2 separate regions of the Sus scrofa genome follow, and region 2 is linked to region 1. Evidence: chromatin contacts called from public HiChIP or PLAC-seq data. All regions are on one chromosome and are shown on one strand. The core of a region is the stretch at or near the end of the contact, and the rest is flanking DNA. Distances in the headings are between cores, read along the strand shown.

Region 1 (6,111 bases), core at 2,102-4,601:
CTTTGAAGTGCCGCTTGCAGAGCCTTGAACGGCTGTCATGACTTTTCAGCAAGGGCACAGCCAGTCTGTTTCGGTCAAGGTGGATACTGTAGCTTTTGTGTCCCAGTGTGCTGCCAACTACCATCAATTATGTGACCTAACAAGGTCTCGCTTACACCATACACCGCAGCATGGACTTGTGGGGAAGGCTGGCACGTACCCATGTTGTATCGAAGGTTATATAGGAAAGAGGTTTTGTGGACTTCTGAAACTTGTCTGTTTATTTATTTTTTTTTCTTTCTGAGTGAGATGGTAGAAAACTGACACTCCAGGCATGGTGTTTGGCTCCCAGTTGCTGCTATTTTTAAATGTCAGCATATTTTATTTAACTAACTATAGTTGTTTATGAAATAGGATATGTTTTTAAGATGCCTTAGCGCTCAGCTCAATAATAATTCAAAAGTGGGTCCAAAGGAAAAGACTCGACACCCACATTACCACGTTATAATAGCTAAAACTGAAACACTGTGTGTTCAGAGGTGCAAAGACAGGCTCTTGTATTGTTTGTCGGTTGCCTCTGCTTAAACTGATGTTTTCCAAAAGAAGACTGTTTACTAGTATATGCATATATTCCTGAAAGAGAAATATTTACTAATAGAAAGTGTGAGTCATTGGAAAACTGTCCTCATTTCATGGTTTCTTCGGAGTGAGAGCCATTGTCCTCACTTGCTGATGAATTAATTGGGGGAGGGTAGAGTATCATTTTCAAGTTCATTTATTTTTCTTTGTGTGTAAGGAAAACTCATGGATAAAACACTTCCTATGGTGAGACTGCTTATGGCACAGAGAGCAGAGAGAGGTCTTGTTGTCTGTGGGCACCTTGGGGACAGAAGGCAGAGATGGATGAGCCATCCTGGGAGCCCGCAAGCAGGGCTGGTGAGGGAGGCGGCTGCAGAGGAGACAAAGAACTGATGGAAGGGGAGAGAGCCGTTGTTTTCATTGTGATTGAATCCGGAGGGAAAGAATGAGATATTTCCTCTTAGCACATCTTTCTGTTGGCTCCCTTCCCGTCTCCTTCTCTTTTGCCCAAGCAGACTCTGGGCACAGATGACCTCCCCATCTGTCTGAATCTGGGAATCAGTGGGCAGTCTGGGAAGCCCAAGGAGAAACCCTCGGGAACTCCTGTTCCCCCAGCTGCCCCTGGATGGGATTCCATCCAGCCCTAGGATGGATCAGATCAGAACATAGGGCAAGGCTGCCATGTGGCCTGGGCAGCATCCAGGGCTAGAACTTGTCCTTGCTTTCCTGCTTGCAAATTACAAAATAATAATAACTGGAGTTCCCCGATGGCTTAGCAGCTGAGGATCTGGCATTATTACTGCTGTGGCTCTGGTCACTGCTTTGGTGTGGGTTCTTTCCCTGGCCTGGGAACTTCCTCATGCTGCAGTCAGAGCCAATAATAATAATAATGATAACAACTAAGAAGTAGGAAAGAGTGAGAATGACTACTCAACATTCCCCATAACCCCTGGGGTAATTCATTTTTGCTGGGTGTTTTGTTGTCGTCAGTGTAAATATATTCTGGATATATGTTATATATGTATCTTTTGGGTTTGTTGAACATATGCATTCTCAGAAATGAAAAAAAAAAAACACTCCTATGAGTAAAATGTGTGATTTATGTTGTTTTTCTTTTTCTTTCTTTCTTTTTTTTTTTAGGGCTGCACCTGTGGCATGTGAAAATTCCCAGGCTAGGGGTTGAAACAGAGCTACAGCCTCCAGCCTATACCACAGCCACAGCAGTGCGGGATCCGAGCTGCATCTGTGACCTACACCACAGCTCATGGCAATGCTGGATCCCCAACCCACTGAGCGAGGCCAGGGATTGAACCTGCATCCTCACGGATACTAGTCGGATTCGTTTCCGCTGCACCAGTACAGGACTCCCTTGTTTTTCAAATAATGGAAATGATTTGATACCCACCTGACTGCATTCTCTATGAATAACCTATTTGAGATAACCAGGCAGGTTGGTTGTTCAGTAGCAGCAAAAAAAGTAGAAAGCAACATGGCCTGTTTTTCTTGACCACACATATGAACCCAGTAATTTATCAGCCACATGAATAGTTTATTTTTGGAAGTATTTCATGTCACTGAATAGAACTAACGAACTGATAGAACCTACATCAAGTTCTAGGACATTTGCAAAATAACTCTTAACCAATGTAGGCTAATTGTTGTTTTTGTAATGGTATTTTCACAAAGCTCTGTGTCTTCAGGAAGTAGTATTGAGTAATAGTTCAAGAGGTTCATTTTAAAGTTGTGCTCCCTGAATTCAAATTGCTGTTCTGCCCTTTAACTGTGTAAACATTGGCAACCTACTTCTCTGTACAGGCACACTGAATAAATATGCTTACTTCATTAGAATTGTTGTGGAGATTAAATTAGGTAATACATGGTAAAATACTTAACATAGTACATGGCATATGCTAAGTATTCAGTAATGTTAGAAGCAGCTCTCTTTTATAATTGATGTAGTTATTTAGGGAGCCACCAGGGATAGAAAACTATAATTAATATACACATATTAGAATAAATATTGTTTCTATGAAACAAGATAGGATATCATAAATATAAAAGAGTCAATTGAGGAGTTCCCTCTGGCTCAGCGGAAATGAATCCGACTAGGAACCATGAGGTTGCAGGTCCGATCCCCGACCTCTCTCAGTGTGTTAAGGATCTGGTGTTGCCATGGGCTGTGGTGTAGATTGCAGGCACGGCTCGGATCCAGCGTTGCTGTGGCTGTGGCCTAGGCCGGTAGCTGCAGCTCCAATTCGACCCCTGGCCTGGCAACCTCCATATGCCACAGGTGCGGCCCTAAAAAGACAAAAAAACAAAAATAAAAAACAAATGAAAGAAATAGGTGTGAAATGTTACTATTTGACAAAGTAGTACAAGTTTTAAGATTAAACATATTTCTTAAAAAAAAAAAAGTCAATTGCAAATGGGAAAGAACTCTTAAAATTTTCTGATTGTGGACCTCAAATGAAAAATTCAGTAGAAGGCTAGGAAAGCAAGAGTTTGAAAAAAATTGTCCAGAAAGTAAAGCAAAATAAAGTCATGGGAAATTGGAGAATTAGGTAAAAAGCTAAAGGATCAGTCTGGAGATCCAAAAGCCAGGTGGTAAGAGTTCTAGAAAGAAGATGCAGGCAGAAATTTTCAAAGAAATCATTTAAGAAATTTTTCAGAGCTAAAGGATATGTTTCAAGATTCAATGGACTCAGAAAATGCACACTAGAAGGACTGAATAAAGCAATGCAAAGGCATTTGGTTGTGAAATTTCAGAACGCCCAAAGGTCAGCTCAGATTCTGCTCCAGAGAGAAATAGCAGGTGACACATACAGCTCAAGAATCCTAGTGAAACTAGACTTCTGTACCAAGACACTTGAGCAATGCTAACATATTCTGAAGGGACATTTCCAAGCAGAACGGTATATTCAGCCCAACCATTATTAAAACACAAACATAGGACAGTGACATTTATAGACATGTAAATTAAAAAAAATTTACTTCCCAGTTTCCCTTTCTCGGAAAGCACCTGGAGTATACATTCCATCAAAATGAGGAAGTAAACTAAAAAAAGAGGAAGACAATGAGCTCAAGGAAACAGAAATTCCAACCTAGAATAGCATTGAAGGGGACTTCCTGTTGTGGCTCAGTGGTAATGAACGCCGACCAAGATCCATGAGGATGTGGGTTCGATCCCTGGCCTCAATCAGTGGGTTAGGGATCCGGTATTACCAAGAGCTGTGGTGTAGGTTGCAGACGTGGCTCAGATCTGGCGTTGCTGTGGCTGTGGTGTAGGCCAGCAGCAACCGTTCCGATTCATCCCATAGCCTGGGAACCTCCATATGCCATGAGTGTGGCCCTAAAAAGAAAAAAAAAATTATAGCATTGAAGGAAAATACTGGAAACATCTATTCCGGAAGCCTAAATTACCACCAGAACAGATTGGGACAGGAAGACAGAGGTCTCCAAAATGTAGCCCGAAGAAAAAGAAAAAAATGTAATTAATGGATTAGGGGATGTTTGACCATATAGAAATCTGCTGGCAATAAATGAATAATAAATAAATTATTGGTAATAAATTAGTTATTACTGAGGCAATTGTTAACTCTGGGGAAAACAAACTCTGTAAGGTATGAGTTATATTAATAGCAAAATGTATAACTCAGATGTAAATGGTATTTATTTATGTATATATTTATTTATTTTGCTTTTTAGGGCCACACCTACAGCATATGGAAGTTCCCAGGATCGGGGTCAGATTGGCGCTACAGCTGCTGGTCTGTGACCTACACCACTGCTCACGGCAATGCCAGATCCTTAACCCACTGAGTGAGGCCAGGGATTGAACCCTGATCCTCATGGATACTAGTTGGATTCATTACCACTGAGCCACAATGGAAACTCCGTAAACAGTATTTATAAGGTCATAAAAATCTAAGCATAAAGTATTGGTTTAGCTGAAACTTGTGATAGAATTCTCCTGAGAGAAGAGGGGAAGAGAGAAGTGTGTAGAGGGATGGGTGATGAAGTGAGAATCATAAAGTCTCTTCTTCCAGAGTAGAAGGTGAATAGATAGTGCCTAAAATGGAAAGATTAATGGTAATGTAAAAAGAGTAACAAAAGCATTAAAGAAAAAAAAATTTTATTTTTGGCTACACCCATGGCATCTCACCTTTGAGGCCAAGGATCCAACCCTCGAGGCAGTTGTGACTTGCGCTGCAGCTGCAGCAACACTGGATCCTTAACCCACTGGGCCACAGGGAGCGTCCAACAAAAGTACTGAGAGAAATAATTTCAAGTGTTTGCTTTTGGGGAATGTGATGTGTGAGAGAGGCGGCCGGTGATGGCCACCTATCGTTATAAGCTTGGTAGCGCCATATGACTTTGGAAACTTTGTGTCGGCATTACTTTGATTAAAAATTAAACACTTAAACCCCTTCCAAATTAAACCCAAGAATGTTTGGAGACACACTTGAAAACTGTGAAATGCTGTAAAAATATTTTGCATTTTTTTCCTTGTGTAGAGTCGCTGTCACACTGACTTGATGTATGTCTACTTCTTCTCTTTACAACTTGCCCATGTGTTTTAGAATTATGTGGAACTTCTCAGTTGGTATTTTGTCTCGTAAGATCCTCTCCGTCTTCTTTCCTTCAATACTTGGCTTCAGTTTCTTCATGTATGAAGTGAGGGGTAGAGATGAGATGGTCTCTTTGGTTCCTTTTTTGATCATCTACCAAATCCATATCAAAGGACTGTGTGAACCGAAAAACAAGAACCAACTCACCATTATTGAAGCTGACTTTTATCTAGTCTTCTGGGAGAAAGGCTTTATTGGACTCATTTTGCATTATGGAATAATGAATGAAGCTAAATCTGTACATTTTTGGTTGCGGTTTTTTTTTTTTTTTTTTGTCTTTTTGCCATTTTCTTGGGCCGCTCTCGCGGCATATGGAGGTTCCCAGGCTAGGGGTCGAATCGGAGCTGTAGCCACCAGCCTATGCCAGAGCCACAGCAACGCGGGATCCGAGCCGCGTCTGCAACCTACACCACAGCTCACGGCAACGCCGGATCGTTAACCCACTGAGCAAGGGCAGGGACTGAACCCGCAACCTCATGGTTCCTAGTCGGATTCGTTAACCACTGCGCCACGACGGGAACTCCGGTTTTCTTTTTTTAACCTGTGTTTATTGTAATCCTGTAATATAAACTGTGACCTAGGTTGTAGGGAAATTGTGGGTATTAAGCCATTTTCTTTAGAACTGTTAAGATTTGTTGTGCTGTACCTTCCATGTTGGTGTTTGTCTGCAACACCAAGTTCATGGGTTGGGTCTTATGGGTGAATAATGTTTAACCTTGTGACCAAAGTCACTTCAATAAGTGTGGTCTGAATATCTGGTTATCTAATGGCTGATTTAGAAATAATGGAAATAGAGTGTGAATTGTTCTCTTTGCCATGCTGGGGATGGCTGTTAATACTGCCAACAAATTTGAATGAACCCCAGAAGTTCCCGTGTAATGCCGACATAAAGGGGCAGCTGCCTTTAATATTTAAAGTAAAAATG
Region 2 (6,111 bases), core at 2,291-4,790, 150 kb before region 1:
ATTTAGTAGTATATGCAGAATAATTGACTACGAAAAGGATTTTGCTAGAGATATGGTCTACATAAAATATTAATACAAATGTAATAACTCATTGGGAAGCATCAGCTAAGCACCCATTGACTTGTTAAATTAAGCACAGTGTATACACCACAGTATGTCTCTCTGAGTAGCTTTTTAATGCATTTCCTTAAAAGCTAACATTTATTGAGCTCTTGCTGGGTGATGGTGTGGCCCTTAGTGCTTTTCCTAGGCTGTCACATTTTATCTTCACAGTAATTTTGTAAAGTCTGTACCAGTCTTCCTCCCATTTTTCAGATGAGGATATGACATATAGAAAGGCTAAATTATTTCCCCAAAGACACTAGGCTTGTAATGGTAGAAACAAGATTCCAGTCTGGGCAGGCAGTTCTCTTATCTGCTACTCTGGAATGCAGTTGTTGAAAAATTAGTTTTTAGTTGTTAGTGTCACAAAGTTTCATGCTGTTACCTTTTCCTCACTTTTTAAACAACATAGTCATTTTGTTTTGTTTTCCAGTTTTATTGAGGTATATTTAACCAGTAAAAATTGTATGTATTGGAGTTCCCGTTGTGGCTCAGTGGTAATGAATCTGACTAGTATCCATGAGGATTCGGGTTTGATTCCTGGCCAGTGGGTCAGAGATCCAGCGTTGCCACGAGCTGTGGTGTAGGTTGCAGACGCAGCTCGGATCTGGCGTTGCTGTGGCATAGACTGGCAGCTGTAGCTCGGATTCACCCCCTAGCCTGGGAACATCCATATGCTATGGATGCGGTCCTAAAAATTAAAAAAAAAAAAAATATATGTATATATATATATGTATATTTAAAAGCATAGTGTGATATTTTGATGTCAGAATTACCACCAAGCCAATTAACATATACTTTATCTCACATGGTTATCGTTTTGTGTATGTGTGTGTGGTGCGAACACTTAAGATCTACTCTTTTAGCAAATTTCAAATATACATTATAGTGTTATTAACTATATTGTAATGTATATATAATGCTCTCTGTACGTTAGATCTTCTGAACTTTCTCATCCTGCGTAACTGAAAGTTGGTCCCCTTTCACAATATCTCGTGTTTCCCATCCTCTAGCTCCTGGCAACCACTGTTCCATAATTTGCATTTATGTCTGACTTTTTAGATTCCGTATATAAGTGAGATAATGCAGTAGTTGTCCACTTTCCCTCCACTTGAATGTTAAAAATCTCCACAGTCAAATGTGCCTATTAAATTTGTAAAATAATAATGAAGTGCTGAATGCATGCTTGGATACACTGTTACCAGTGTGTATTTTTGTTTTAATGGAAAATGAAAAGTCCCTATGATTTGTTAAGCTGGTGAAACTGAACTCTGGTGTTATCTTTTATGTAGTGTCCTTAGGAATGGCAGGGAAGTAAACAATGAGAGCCTGTTTGCAACCTTTATAACTACTTTAGAACAAAAAATATTTAGGATATGTATTTAAGAAAAGGTGCAATCATGTATTTGAATATATTTTGTTGAATCATAAAGGATATAAATATTCAAAAGTATGATAAAGTATAAACTGTATTATGCAGATATAATTACATAGTATAAAGTGTAAAATTATGAAGTATAAAAATAATGCATCATACTGTCATTATAAAACATATACAATAAAGTGAGAAATATTTGCACCAAGTTGTGCTATCTTAATTACCTTGATTTACAGTGAAAAGAATATGTACATTTTAAGGTTAGATAAAGCCCAGTGACCTGATGGGCTGAGGTACCATTTTTGCAGGAGTTCAAGTAGAGAAAAATGGCTCAGAAAAAAGCAGGAGTTCCCTGGTGGTCCAGTGGGTTAAGGACCCAGCATTGTCACTGTTGTGGCATGTGTTGGATCACTGGCTTGGGAACTTCCACATGCTGCAGGTGCAGCCAAAAAGAAAAAAATAAGTACTCGTGGGGTCCACAGTAACATCAGCCATAGCCATGAATTTTGGAAAATAACACCTTTACATCACACTGAATATAGGTTGTTAGTGTAACTGTTATTGGTTTTACACTTGTGTTTGTGGGTATTTTGTTAATTGGTTTTGGTTTTGGTTGTTTAAAAGCTAGAGCTATAAGCATGTAAAATTTATGTCTAGATTTTTGTGAACATAATAAAATAAAGTAACAGTAACATAATTATGTTAACATCTTAATTTACCTTAAAAAGGATTCTGAACAACCGTAAGTTTGGAAAACTCTGGGCTTAAGCTTTTAGATATATTTAATATGGCCCTAGTCATCTGTGATAGTATGACAGAAAGGGAAAAAATGAGATTAAGTCAGAAAGAGAAAGACACATATCATATATCACTTAAATGTAGAATCTAATAAAAATGATACAAAAGAATTTATTTATAAAACAGAAACAAACTCAACAGATTGTAAAACCAATCTTATGGTTACCATGGGTGAAATTGTTGGGGGGAGAAAAGAATTGGGGGGGTGGGAACCTATACACACTGCCGTGTAAAACATAATTAATGAGGACCTACTGTGTAGCACAGGAAAATCTACTCAGTAGTTTGTAATAACCCACATGGGAAAAAAGAATGGACATATTTATATGTATGACTGATTCACTTGCTGTTTACCTGAAACTAATACAACATTTTAAGTCAACTATACTCCAATTAAATTAAATTTAAAAAATTATTATCATCCCCCCCAAATCTGTTGGTTTCATTTCAGATAATCTGAATGCAGGTTTTTGCAGCCCCATGTAAAAGATATGGGAGTTATTCTTTTTCAAGGTACTGATCCCTTTCAAGTTTCATTTCTTGTAAGAGGTTGGGTTGGAAAGAGGACCTCCAGGTAATGGGATCTTCCTGGTTAAATATAGAAGCCTAAATTTGCTGCTTCAGTTCTTTTATTTTGTGGATGCCCTTAACTAGTTGGATAGTTTTCACTTTGGAACTGTTGTGAACTTTTACATGAATTTCTAAGATTCTCAAAGTTAGAGCCATGGAATTTTCCACTATCCATATTATATAACTCGTGAATAGTTTATTATCAATTTCAGATTCCAAGTCAAACAGTGCTTCTGGATGAGCCAATCGAGTTGTCTTTTGTGTCTCACAATTGTATCTTCATATACATTTTCAGTGATAAGTTATACAATGTGGAGAAATACATTTATGGCTTAGGCTTTTGCAAACCAATAAGCAAATCTGTTTTCAGGCTCCAGACCATTCGCAGCTTTTTTAGTTCACCTCTGGTCCTGGTTTCAGGCATCGAATTCTCGTTGGCTAGGCAGCCTGAGAGATTTTCCTGAGTTTATCTGAAATTGAATGGATGGCCTTTCTGCTTGATTCTTAGATTTCCAGTGACATGTTCTTTATACCTGTTGGGATGCACCATTACTCTGTGTTGCCTCTATTAGTCCCTGTTGCTCACTTTGAAGACCACCCCGTGTCTACTGCCAGACCCCCTAAATATAGTGCACTGTCTGCTTGATTGAGTTTATTTCCATTTTTGGAAACTGGTCTTCCCTCTTCTGAGGCATTATCTGGTGTCTGGTCCTTGCCCCTTCCTATTGGTTCCCTCCAGAGCTGTTAACATTGCGTACTGATTTTGCTTTTGTTTTCATAAGGAATCTTGCGAAGGCCGATTGGCATGAACATAGCCTAGTGGAAGAAGTGCTGGTCTTGGGCACAGCCCCTCTGTATTCATCCGTGATTATTACTATTATTGTTTTTCAAAATTTTTTGTCTTTTTAGAGCCACAACTGCAGCATATGGAGGTTCCTAGGCTAGGGGTCCAATTGGAGTTGGAGCCTCCAGCCTACGCCACAACCACAGCAACGCAGGATCCAACTGTGTCTGCGACCTACACCACAGCTCACCTCAACGCTGGGTCCTTAACCCACTGAGCGAGGCCAGGGATCGAACCCACATCCTCATGGATACTAGTCGAGTTCGTTAACCACTGAGCCACGAAGGGAACTCCTCATCCATAATTATTTTATCAAATTTGAGGACGGTTCAGTAGGCTGGATCTAGGAAACGGGATTTCTGTAGCTTCTAATAGTATTATTAAAGCACTTTGAAAGTGGGTGGTATAATATTTTATTTCTTCGCAGCCTTTTACAGTTTAACTTCCCTCACTGATCCTACATTCAAATGATTGAATTATTCTGTTAAAATTAATAGCTGGTATTAGATAAATTTGCTTCTATGTTCATGTAAATAAAGTGTGTGAATGATAACAATAGACTACTAACCAATAGCTAATATACCATTAGGGATCTGGAAGTTAATTGGTATTAAACATTTCTTTTTATTGCAAATTAGGTCGAAGATATATATTTGAAATTATATTCATTTTAATAACTGGAGTGTGAACATGACTATATCTATCTTAGTATATGAAAAAGTATAGACATTCTTTAAAGAGTGTATAAAAACAATCTTTAATTTCTCAACTATTCTTACCTAAGCCCACCTTATAGTTTAACAGGGTTTGTTATCTCATTTGCATGATTCACCACAATTATCCAGCATTTGATTTGATTTTTAGATATTATACTCTAAACTTCTGGGAGCCAAGTCAAAAAGTAATAGATATGGATTAATAATGATAACAGCTATAAGAAGTAGTTATTTATATCCTTGATTAGGGGCTCTTAAACTTTAGCTTGTATCACCTGGAGGTTTTTTTTGTTTTCTTTGAATTTTGATTTTTAGGGCCGAATCCCACAGCATATGGAGGTTCCTAGGCTAAGGGTTGAATCAGAACTGCAGCCGCTGGTCTGCACCACAGCCACAGCAATGAAGGATCTGAGCTGCGTATGTGACCTACACCACAGCTCACGCAACACCAGATCCTTAACCCACTGAGCAAGGCCAGGGATCAAAGCTGTGTCCTCAGGGATGCTAGTCAGATTCATTTCCTCTGAGCCATGATAGGAACTCTGCATTTACACATTTAAAATGAATGTTTTAAGCTCTTTGTCTGGGTACTGTCACCACCTCTAGAATGTAAGCTGTGAAGGGAGAGTGATCTTGGCTGTTCATGGTTGCCTGGGGAACTATTTCTATAGTAGGGGTTCTTTCCAACAAATTGAAATTAAGTGGAATAAGAATTTGTCCCTGCCCTCAAGGAATTTAAATCCACTGGTGAAAGTTTACAGTCTGCTGGCGATGATACGCATATGTTCTCCTACGTGTTACCTTCTGTTGTTAACGGTGACAAGTGTTGATTGTGTTGGTTGCACAATATTTTGTTGTTATGAATGTTTATAGTTCTAGAGACATCACCCTGCTTGCAGTATTAAGTGAGGATTATAAGGCAGACATTTGTAAAATAAGTAAATTATGTAGTTTCTGAAAAAAATTTCATAGCCTAATTTGTGATGGACTCCCCCCTTTCATCAAAACACAGGAAGTTAGTGAAGCTGCCAACATGAGCACAGGCGTGTCCAATAGCCTTTTCTTCGAATAATGTGAATCAAGCATTCAGGCATCTGGAAGATGATTAACGAGAGTGGCGTTGTGAATACATCCTTGCAAGAATCGAGTATTTTTTTTGGTTCAGTGCAGCGGTCATTTAGGCTTCTCCGTGGAAACATGTTCTCCTTTGGAAGACTCTTTAGCTACAAATGACTCTGAATGGTTTCTGTGTTTTTACTCCCAAATCTAAAATGGACCACGTTCTTAGGCACTGATTTTTCAACCTTATTCTATAAAGGGGCAGGGAAGTGCCTAAGAGATGTCTCAAAAATTATTTTTTAATTAAAAAGAAAAACGAATGAATGGAGAGGAGTCCCGCCAGGGTGAGACCAGGGATGGGAAAGAAAAAAAGCTACAGCCAATGTCCACGGTGAACTGTTGACCAGTAATAAGTTGTAAGGTTTATATTCTGAATTTCTTTGGTTAAACAGCATGCCCTTGTGACAGAGTATTTTTTTTTTTTTTTTACTTCCCTTGTATTCTCTTAATCTGATGTTTATAAGAGTAGTTGATAGGTTGGTTATGGTTTTCAGAAGCCACTGGGGCATGTACTAAGCTACACTAAGGTACTGAGGTAGTATTCATTCTTGGCAGTGTTCCCATGTGTTAGGGTTGGACTTTAT

The links. HiChIP or PLAC-seq counts read pairs in DNA pulled down with a chosen protein or histone mark.
Region 2: a contact with region 1 is called in an H3K27ac HiChIP or PLAC-seq map of skeletal muscle. The contact joins two enhancer-like sites. A contact is called at or near these places in 1 of 47 Hi-C or Micro-C datasets (skeletal muscle) and 2 of 2 datasets of contacts at active chromatin or transcription factors (alveolar macrophages and skeletal muscle).

What each region holds. Positions count from the first base shown.
Region 1 is chr11:47,596,116-47,602,226 of Sscrofa11.1, reverse strand. The region is part of intron 8 of TBC1D4 (TBC1 domain family member 4); the gene reads left to right. Among named protein-coding and RNA genes, the nearest start is that of TBC1D4, 160 kb to the left of the region's middle. Within about 2 kb of position 3,351, at least 4 of the 83 cell types and tissues checked have an H3K27ac peak or open chromatin away from gene starts, as enhancers often do. A contact at or near this core is called in skeletal muscle, where this site is marked.
Region 2 is chr11:47,746,535-47,752,645 of Sscrofa11.1, reverse strand. All of the region lies in intron 1 of TBC1D4 (TBC1 domain family member 4), which reads left to right. Among named protein-coding and RNA genes, the nearest start is that of TBC1D4, 11 kb to the left of the region's middle. Within about 2 kb of position 3,540, at least 3 of the 83 cell types and tissues checked have an H3K27ac peak or open chromatin away from gene starts, as enhancers often do. A contact at or near this core is called in skeletal muscle, where this site is marked.